Regions from separate parts of the Zea mays genome. Here region 1 is linked to region 2. A link is a contact called in public Hi-C data. All regions are on one chromosome and are shown on one strand. Each heading gives the region's core, a stretch centred on a gene start, on an enhancer-like site or on the middle of the called end of the contact. The rest is flanking DNA. Distances are from core to core; before and after follow the strand shown.

Evidence for each region. A called contact is a pair of places that touch in the nucleus more often than the background predicts.
Region 1: a Hi-C map of leaf shows a contact between it and region 2, with 5 times the contacts expected there. The contact joins the promoter of LOC100281446 here to the promoter of LOC103631694 in region 2. A contact is called at or near these places in 6 of 25 Hi-C or Micro-C datasets (endosperm, leaf, leaf mesophyll and 1 more) and 1 of 3 datasets of contacts at active chromatin or transcription factors (leaf).

What each region holds. Positions count from the first base shown.
Region 1 is chr1:8,913,825-8,918,949 of Zm-B73-REFERENCE-NAM-5.0, forward strand. LOC100281446 (vegetative storage protein) reads right to left here and starts at 3,514. Exons shown (of 1, transcript NM_001154364.2): 1 at 1,123-3,514. The coding sequence starts at 3,405. The coding sequence ends at 1,714. LOC103631696 (pentatricopeptide repeat-containing protein At5g08305) reads left to right here and starts at 3,625. Exons shown (of 2, transcript XM_020545022.2): 1 at 3,625-5,125. The coding sequence starts at 3,720.
Region 2 is chr1:8,633,275-8,638,585 of Zm-B73-REFERENCE-NAM-5.0, forward strand. LOC103631694 (alkane hydroxylase MAH1) reads left to right here and starts at 3,391. Exons shown (of 3, transcript XR_555329.4): 1 at 3,391-5,225.

The sequences.
Region 1 (5,125 bases), core at 2,264-4,763, 280 kb after region 2:
ACGACTTCTCAAGTTTGGTCCTCAAACTCGATTGGAGTTCTAACGGGAACGAGCGAATCTTACATTGAGGCGGAGCAAAATCATGAAGAGCACGTACCCATCGGATGCACGGATCTTGAGTCAGACCATTTTACCCTGGGTTAAGTGGTTTGGCTAAAATAACTAAGAGGCGGGCCCCTGGACACAAGAGGTTCTTTTCCCTGGTTTGGCTAAAAATAACTAAGAGGCGGACCCCTGGACACAGAGGTTCTTTTCCCTAGGAGTGCTCTCGAAGGCAAGGACGGATCCCAAACGAGACGACGCCAAAAAGACCGACGGACAGAAGGACTCGAAGGTCGGAGCCCCGTCACCAAGTCAAGCCGCCAATGACTAGATGTATCAACGTTTTGCCCGAACCAGTATAAATCTTGCGTCCACCGCTCACACTGTCCGGAGTCCGGAACGCGCACATTAAATTTACTTGTCGGAGCAAGGTCCGAAACAACGACACCTCTACTCCGCTAATTGTACTTAACTGTGTTAAGTCTTAAAAAATATAAGGAACAATTGCATCATTACCCCTATTTGGAGTGTAATTGTAGTTTTACCCCTATTTTTTAGACTTCATGTGTCTTTTATGACAATTCAAATTATTTCCGCAACAATTAAAATTATTTTAGACAACAATTCAAATTATTTCAATTTGAATTATTATAAAATAATTTGAATTCTTGTCAAAATAATTTGAAATGGTGTAGAAATAATTTAAATCGTCATAGAAAACATGTAAAGTCTAAAAATGGGTAAAACTACAATTACACTCTAAAACAGGGCACTGACGTAATTGTTCCTTGTTTTTTTGTCAAGGCTTAACACCATTAAGTATACCTGTTGGAATAGGGGCATACGACAATTTGTTTTGAAAAAAACAAGGACAAACATGCAAAATCTAAAAAACAGGAACAAATCTGCGCTTGCACCGTAAAACTGAGTCACTAGCGCAATTGCCCCAATTATAAAGTGTGGTAGAAAAAACTGCCTATAGTTTATTCTAACATACTTTAGATTCTTTCTGTTATATTATCTTGAATCTATATATAGTAAATTAGCAGATTGAAGTACTAGTCCAGCTGAACTTTTTTCACTGTATCCACTTAATTTCAATTAAGTCATAATAGAAAGGAAAAAAATAACTAAGTCATAATAAAAAGGAAAAAACTATGAAAACCCAAACAATCATAAACAAAGGGAGAGAAGAATCAATCGGATGCTACCGACTATGGATCAACTGAGGAATGGTACTTTCCTCTCAGCAGTTTATGTCACCGAACAAGATGAGCATAACGGCCCTAAGACAAGACCAAGAAGCAACTATTGAGCTGGGGCATCTCTGAGAACTCAAACTGTTAATCAGCAGGCACGAAATGTTCCCCAGAATAATTGACACTTAAAGAGCATCACTTGCCATGTTAATTTATGCTCCACGAGTAACAAGATGCTTCGGTGTCTATCCAAACAAGATATTATGGTGTCTGCAACACCATAAGACCACAGTTCTCTTCAAGATTTCAAACATGTAGGGAAGTTGGCCCTATGGCAACAACTCCAAGCAAGTTCCCAAATTCCAATCAATCCTGCAGTGAGTTTTTTTCCTGGAGTCAATTATCTCGTGGATTATCGGCAAATCATACAGATGCTTCTTGCCTCATAGTTTATCCTCAAGATATATGTGTTTCACCAGCAGCCTCTGCAACTGCAATCACCTTTCTTAATTGTGTGGTACCTATTGACATCCCGTACTACAATTACTCTGTCGATCACCATGCTAGCATACTTGAAGAATTCATGACAATGAGCACATATTCTCAAGTTCTTAACTATTCTCAACACCTTTCCTGATGGTGCAGCACCACTGATCAACCCATATGCAAGAGCCAATCTTTCACTATGATGCCAAAGTCTCTCATCTGCCTCCTTGTACCCTAACTTCTCTACCTCTTGAATCAATTCATGCAGTTTGTCATATATTTCTAGCAGCTGTTCATGCCTTCTTTCGTTTGCAACAAAAACATGTACCAGCCCTCTGACCTCAATCCAACTTCGCCCACCTTCCTTCCTGACCCCATGGTCCCTCATTGCAGTCCATGCCTCAGCCTCCTCATTTGTTTTCCCAGCTGTTGAGTAGACGTTGGCAAGCATGACATAAGCTGAGTCATCCTTGGGATTAATCTCCAGAAGCCTCTGTCCCATGGATTCTGCCATGTCAACCCTGCGGTGAACCACACAGCCCATTAGAAGTGTCCGCCACACTGCTGCATCTGGTTTGCATGGCATTGTACAAGCAAAACTCTCTGCATCCTCTAGATGCCCCACCCGTGCCATTGCACCCACCACGCAAGTATAATGCTCAAGGTCAGGCTTCACGCCGTACTTCGACTGCATTGCTTCCAACCAAAACTTGGCTTCAGTGGCTGCTCCGGCATTACTACATGACGTGAGAACAGCAAGGAATGTTAGCCCATCAGGGGCAAAACCCAGCTTCATCATCTGGTTAAACAGTCCAGTGACCTCCTGCACATCTCCCTGCTGAGCATGAGCAGAAAGCACCGCGTTCCATGTAATCAGGTTTCGGTCACCACCCAACCCCTCAAAAACCTTGGCTGCATCATCCACATCTCCAGCCTTACCATAAGCATCCACCAGGGCGGTCCCAACAGCCACATTTCCATCAAGCCCAACTACCACCGCATGGGCGTGAATCCCACAAGTCTGCTCCAGCACAGCAAGCCCTGCAGCTGCCCGGAGAGAACCGGAGAGCGCATGCATGGTAGAATCAACACCGTTTGCGCGCATGCCAGCGAACACAGAGAGGGATTCTTCGTACCACCCATTCTGTGCGAGCCCAACAATCGTGGAGGAGTAGCAAACGGAGTCCCGATTTGCAACGGGGATTTCATCGAACAGGTGGCGGGCGCATGCCGGGGAGCGGGCTCTGGAGTAGAGAGTAATAAGGCAAGAGGCGGAGTAGGGGGACGACGAGAGGGCGAGCTTGAAGGCGAGGGCGTGCACGTGCGGTGCGATGGACGGCGGCATGGAGCGGAGGAGTGAGGATAGCGGGCCGTCGCAGAGGAGAGCAGGGGACATGCCGAGGACGCGGCGGAGGAGCGGGAGCGCGGAGGCCGGGGAGGAAGCGGAGAGGGAGGAGAGCGAGGAGGTGAGCGAGCCGGCGGTGGGGCGGAAGCAGAACGGGAGGTGGGAGAGGAGGTGCAGCGAGAGCGACGGATGGTAGCGGGAGAAGAGGAGGTTGTAGGCGGCGCGAGAGGACGAGGCGGTCTTGATGAGGACCGCGTGAAGAACGGCCGGGTCGCCGCCAGCTTCGGCCACCGCGGAGGCCGAGGCCCTGAGGGACGCGGCCACGGCGAGCATGGGCGTCTAAGGCGGTGTGTGATGGGCGCTGGTGATCAGCGACGGCGTGGCGGCGGTTTCGGGGTAGGAAAAATTCCTGGTATGCAGATTTTATATTCATTCCTTGTGTGCCACTGAGTGGCATATAGGTATATGTTTTGGTGTTTATGATATGTGAGGCCAGTGGCACACAAGGAACAAGTATATTTTCCAATGGCATACAGCGAATTGGCCCTTCGGGGTATGAGCATGACCTGTTTTAGAGCAGCGGCAACCCGGGAAGGCTGGATTTGAAGGCGTATTCGTTGGTTATCTACTAGCTGACGGTCTCACTGATGCTCATGCCTCCGCCTCCCTGCCCGCCGACGCTGCCGCACCTTCTCCGCCACCTCCGCGGCCGCATGCTCACCACCCAGCTCCTCGACCACCTCATCAGGTCAACCTCATCCTCGCCGTTCCCCTCCCTCTCCTTCTCCGTCTTCATCCTCCTCCTCCGCTCCTCCCTCCGCCCGTCCCACTTCACTTTCCCATTCCTTGCCCGCGCCGCCGCGCGCCTTTCCTCCGCCTCCCTCGCGTCTGCGCTCCACGCGCACCCGCTGCGGCTCGGGCTCCTCCCCGCCGACCTCCACGTCGCCAACTCCCTCGTCCACATGTACGCGGCCTGCGCCCTGCCGGACCACGCCAACCGAGTGTTCGACGAAATCCCGCGCCCCAACCTTGTCTCCTGGAACGCGCTCCTCGATGGGTACGCCAAGTGCCACGACCTCCCCGCTGCGCGAAAGGTGTTCGCTCGGATGCCCCAGCGGGACGTGGTGTCCTGGAGCGCCATGATCGACGGGTGCGTCAAGTGTGGGGAGCACCGCGAGGCGCTCGCGCTGTTCGAGATGATGGAGAATGCTGCCGCCAGGTCAGCAGAGGAGGAGGATGGTGGGGGTGGGGCGAGGGCTAACGACGTCACGATGGTGAGCGTGCTTGGAGCCTGTGCTCAGCTTGGAGACCTCGAGCGCGGAAGGCGGGCGCACCGGTGCCTGAGGGAACGTGGCTTTGCATTGAACCTCAGGCTTGCAACCTCGCTCGTTGACATGTATGCCAAGTGTGGGGCCATCAGTGAGGCAATGGAGGTGTTCTGGGCTGTGCCGGTGGAGAGCACCGATGTTCTGATATGGAATGCTGTGATCGGTGGCCTTGCGGTGCATGGCATGGCCACCAAATCGGTGGAGATATTCCTGGAGATGCAGCGTGCTGGGGTTGCGCCGGATGAGATCACGTACCTTTGTCTGCTGAGCGCTTGTGCCCACGGCGGTCTAGTGGATGAGGCTTGGGAGTTCTTCCGCTCACTTGAAGCGCAAGGGCTCAGACCACATGTCGAGCATTATGCTTGCCTGGTAGATGTGCTTGGCAGAGCAGGACGCCTGGAGGAAGTGTACGGTGTTGTTAAAAGTATGCCAATGAAACCTAGTGTTTCTGTGCTTGGTGCTCTCTTAAATGCCTGTCATTTGCATGGATGGGTGGAGCTGGGCGAGGTACTCGGTAGGCGGCTTGTCCAGTTGCAGCCAGACCACGATGGCAGGTACATTGGCCTGTCCAATATCTATGCTGTTGCCAGACGGTGGCAAGAGGCAAAGAAAGCTAGAAAGGTGATGGAGGATAGGGGTGTAAAAAAGGTCCCTGGATTTAGTGAGATTGATGTTGGTGGAGGGCTCTCCAGGTTCACTGCCCAGGACAAGACTCATCCTGGCTC
Region 2 (5,311 bases), core at 2,141-4,640:
TGGACCAGACTTGTGAGTCATTTTCATAAACCAACGCCAAGCATGAATCCATGTTTCCTACTTCAAACCCCGAACAAACTCCATGAGCAGGAGGCATTCACATTGTCTTCGCTCATCGATGACGAGAAGAAGCTTGGCGACTGTCAGTTCGACCTCTAAAAGCAGTCTTACGTGGTCGCATGCGTCGCTGTGTACGACAAGCTCCCGCGAAGCCGCCGCTTGGACGCGGTCCAGAGCAGCTGCACCGCGCTGTCCATCGTTAAGCAGGGGGGCCTCATGGTTGTCGCCAACGTCGACGACTCTCGGTTGTTCTGGAAACCGCATCCGACGACGACGCCATCACGCCGTCCAGCTCATCGTCCACCTGAAGCCCAACCTGCCACGATTCTTGTGCGCTGGGACGATGGACGTTGCTGACGTTGTGTGAGTGTCCTCGAACATGATGTATGTAGTGGTGCAACGGCCAGGGGTACTACCTCGTTGATGAGCCCGGGGTGCACTTCGTTTGGCAGCCCAACCAAGAGTCATCGGTACTCGTCATGTCGCGCGTGTTCGACGACTACTATATCGAGGATTGTGGCGTCATCTTGGCGCCGGAGGTGACACAGAGGAGGATCGACAACAGTGACCAGTTCGTCATCCTCGCCACCGTCAGGGTAGCTTTTGTGCCGGCCTGCCTTTAATTCTCTTCGCAAACACATACACAATTACCTTTTTGTTTAAGCAAGAGCATATGATGGTGCGTGTCTGATGACTAACGATGTACGAGGGAATTTTTCCGGCATGTGTGGAACGTGCTCGTGCTCTCCAATGATGAGACCATACAAATCGTGGCATATATCGAAGTCTGCATGATACTGATGGTTGCAATGTAGTGGTGAAATAACTAGATTAAAATAACAAAATTTATGTATGGCTAGGATCACAAATTGATTATGAAACATTTTCTCATAACAATATAACACAGATTTTGTATATAAGTTATTGTAGTATACTGGTGTTATATATTCCCGTTGCAACGCACGAGCATCCACCTATATATATATATATAATTTTATTTGTTTCGGTTTAGTTATGTATTGGTTGTTGCCAAACACTTTGTGAGATATTGAGGTTGATGATAAGTGTTGTTCGTTTTGATGTAATAATTTTGCATTAATATTATATTGAATAAAATTTGTGTGCGGGTACTCTGAATTCATTGTGTTTGGGCTTTCTTTTAGATATTTTATTTATTGCATTTCTGGAACTAAATTGTGTACGACAAACTATATATATTAATAAAAGGACAAAAATGTAAAACTATAGGAATAATCATCATTTTAACTGCTTCTCTTATTCCATTTAAGCATTTAAGCATTGTCCTTACCCGGTACCACACATGAAACTGAACGTAGGACGGTAGGAGTATATTTCCTATGTAGACCAAATGGCTAAAACCATCCAATATTTTTATAAACTGAAAATGCAGAGAAAGCAACAAAGTTGTATTAATACAGTCATACATGCTTAGTATTAGATGGTTTTTAATTTGAATAGCAAAGCATGAGCACATACCTATATATCTTTTAATGTATGTAAATCTTCTTAACCTTTAAAAGATACTAACAAAAATGTATAACGATAATTAATGTTTCTGCATCTCAATATATTTTATCATTATATGTTGACTCCGTAGCAACGCACGAGCATACACCTAGTGTATATATATATATATATATATATATATATATATATATATATATATATATATATATATATATATATATATATAATCCATGTTACAAGCTTGCATGCTCTTATAAAATATATAGTTGAGAGTTGTTTCAACCAAACTAATTTCAGTATTTCATAACGGTCAGCTCATAACTCACAACTAAAATCAGATTTTCAGAAATCTACTGCTGAACAAGCATACCCTTATTCCCTTGAATGAGCCAAATAAAATCAACCTAACATTCAGAACCTATAATAAACTGCATGTACTAGAAGGCTCCTTTTTGTTGCACTAAAAATATCGAATAAATACTTTGAAACAGTTTAAATCAAATTAATACATGCATTAAAAACAATATAGGAGAAGGATACCGGGAAAAAACATTGTAAATGTACATATGTTTGAAAAAGCTGGAGAAAAAAAAGAAAGAAGAAACAGTAGCAGTTAACAACAATAGAAAGAAGAGGAAAAACGAAATTGAAAATGAGAATATAATACGAAAAGGTATGAAAAAAATATAATGCGGTAGCAAACCAAACCTTACGGATCAGAAAATAGAAATTAGGAAAAAAAGAACTGATAGAAAAACAGAAGAAACTAATATTATATCTGTTTAAGGCTATGGCTGGCAAATTGTGTATAAGGACATGCAAAATATTATTTTATATTATAGAATTTACTGTTTATAAAATAAAGTTAGGAATAAATGGTACGCACGAGTAATACTAAACAGTGAGATGCTGCGAGAGGAAGTGAAAACCAAAAGGAAAAACAAGAGGACAAACTACAGCTATGCACACGTGATGGTGCCATGGCCCTTTTGCCGGGAGATTGATGTCGAAATATGTATGTGGGGTGCCGCCGTGCCGCTGCTCGGTGGTCTGCAACTGTTTGCTCCTTCGGACGTCTTCACGTGGCTGAGCAGAAAGCTTGCGGGACGCAACGGCACAGCGAAGCAGCAGGACATAATGTAGAGGGAGAAATGTTTACACATACTATAATTTTTATATTCAACGGCTTTAATTGTAAAAAAAACTATTTAACGGTAGAAATGCATTGGATCATATAGTGCTAGCCCTCCACCCACCCAAAAAACATGTCATGCCCATGTCAGCCATATGGTACAAGGTTTTGGTAGGGTAACAATGATCTCTAAATTTTACACTATAAAATTAAAAAATCAGATTAGATTATGATCGTGCTCTATTTATATTTATTTTCAAATTAATATTTATTTAGGTCTCTAAAAAATTATAAAAAATATTTAGATCACAATCTATTTCCTAGCCTAATGAGCTCCCGAACCATACCCCACACCCGTGTGCTGACCACCCATGAGATCTTATAACCTTACACACACTTGGTAGGCGACGAAGGCTCCATTGACCTCGCCCAGCGACTCCAGTCCACTAATAAAGAATGTTCACCCGATTTGAATTGGATGATCACACACCTCGCAACCTTTTTATTTTTAGCGAAAATAATATTTCCCAACTTTCACTTTTTTTTTAAAAAAAAGTCAGAGTTATATACATAACTTTAACATGATAGAGTTATGCACATGACTTATACATATATGATAAATTTATATGCATAAATTTTAGAAATAATATTTTTCGGAACAAACTTATCGACATAATTTCTTCCACATAATTTTATGTATAACATTTTACAGAACAAATATATTATTGTAACTTTTTAATACATTTTTATACACCTTTTATGTAATCTTATAGACAGCTTAATCATGGTAACTTTTACATAAAGCAGTGCAGACTGGCCTGCCCTGGTGCAATCAGAATATCCAATTCCAGTCTTCACTCGTATTAAAGCCTTAGCCTTTAGCATACGTCCTAATGATCGATCCGATCCACATAGCCATTGGCAGTTCAGTTCTCCGATCCTCTACCGCAGCAGCGTAGGCAAAGTAGGAGGCAAGGATCAATGGCGCCGCCGCGGATCTCCTTCCTGGAGCTCTGCCTCTCCTTCCTCTGCTTCGTGGTCTTCTACTACTTCCACATGAGATCCAAGCGGAAGAACCCTTTCGTGCCGCTGGACTGGCCGCTGGTGGGCATGCTCCCGGCCCTCCTCGGCAACCTCCACCACCTCCACGACTGGATCACCTCCCTCCTGGTCGCCAGCCAGCTCAGCTTCCTCTTCACAGGCCCGCCGCGCTCCGGCATGCAGTTCTTCGTCACCGCCGACCCCGCCAACGTCCGCCACGTCTTCACCTCCAACTTCGCCAACTACCCCAAGGGCCCCGAGTTCGAGGAGATCTTCGACGTCCTCGGCGGCGGCATCTTCAACGCCGACGGCGAGTCGTGGCGCCGGCAGCGCGCCAAGGCGCAGCTGCTCATGTCCAGCGCCCCGTTCCGGGCCCTGGTGTCGCGGTACAGCCGCGCCAAGGTGGACACCGCCCTGCTCCCGCTGCTCTCGCACATGGCCGCCACCGGGGAGGCGTTCGACCTCCAGGACGTGTTCCTCCGGCTGACGTTCGACACCACGACGACGCTGGTGTTCGGCGTCGACCCCGGGTGCCTGTCCGTCGGCCTCCCCGAGGTGCCGTTCGCGCGCGCCATGGACGACGCCATGGGCGTGCTCCTCCTCCGCCACGTCGTCCCGATGACGTGGTGGAAGCTGGCGCGGAGGCTCCGGATCGGGCACGAGCGCAAGATGGCGGAGGCGTGGCGCACCATCGACCAGTTCGTCGCCGACACGATCGCCAAGCGGCGGGCCGAGAAGGCGAGGCACGGCAACGGGCAGGTCTCGGCGGACCTGCTCTCGTCCTACATCAACGACGACGAGGACGAGGAAGGCGGCGTGGACGCGTTCCTGCGCGACACGACCATCAACCTCATGCTGGCCGGCCGCGACACGACGGGCTCGGCGCTGTCCTGGTTCTTCTACCTCCTGACGCGGAACCCGCGCGTGGTGGGCAAGATACGGCAGGAGCTGGAGTGCGTCAAGAGCAAGAGCAGCGGCAGCGGCGGCGGCATGGCGAGCTTCGACCCGGACGAGCTGAGCCGGCTGACGTACCTGCACGCGGCGCTGTGCGAGTCGCTGAGGCTGTACCCGCCCGTGCCGCAGGAGCTCAAGGAGGCGGCGGCGGCGGACGTGCTGCCGTGCGGGCACGAGGTGCGGGCCGGGGACAAGATCCTGGTGTCTCTGTACGCGATGGGAAGGATGGAGGAGGTGTGGGGCAGCGACTGCCGGGAGTTCAGGCCGGAGCGGTGGATCCCGGAGTTGGAGGACGGGCGCAGGGTGGTGCAGGTGCGGTACGTGCCGTCGTACAAGTTCATGTCGTTCAACTCGGGGCCCCGGACCTGCCTCGGCAAGGACATGGCGTTCGTGCAGCTGAAGGCGGCGGCGGCCGCCGTGGTCAGCAACTTCGACGTGGAGGCGGTGCCGGGGCACGTCGTGGAGCCCAAGCTGTCCATCATACTTCACATGAAGAATGGCTTTATGGCCACGGTCAAGAGGAGGCGCCAGACGTTTGCTTAGCTTCGACGTACGTACGTACGGTCCATTATTATCTGTGGTAAACATGAGATCACACAGTCGGTACGTACGTTAGCTCGCTCACATGTATGTACC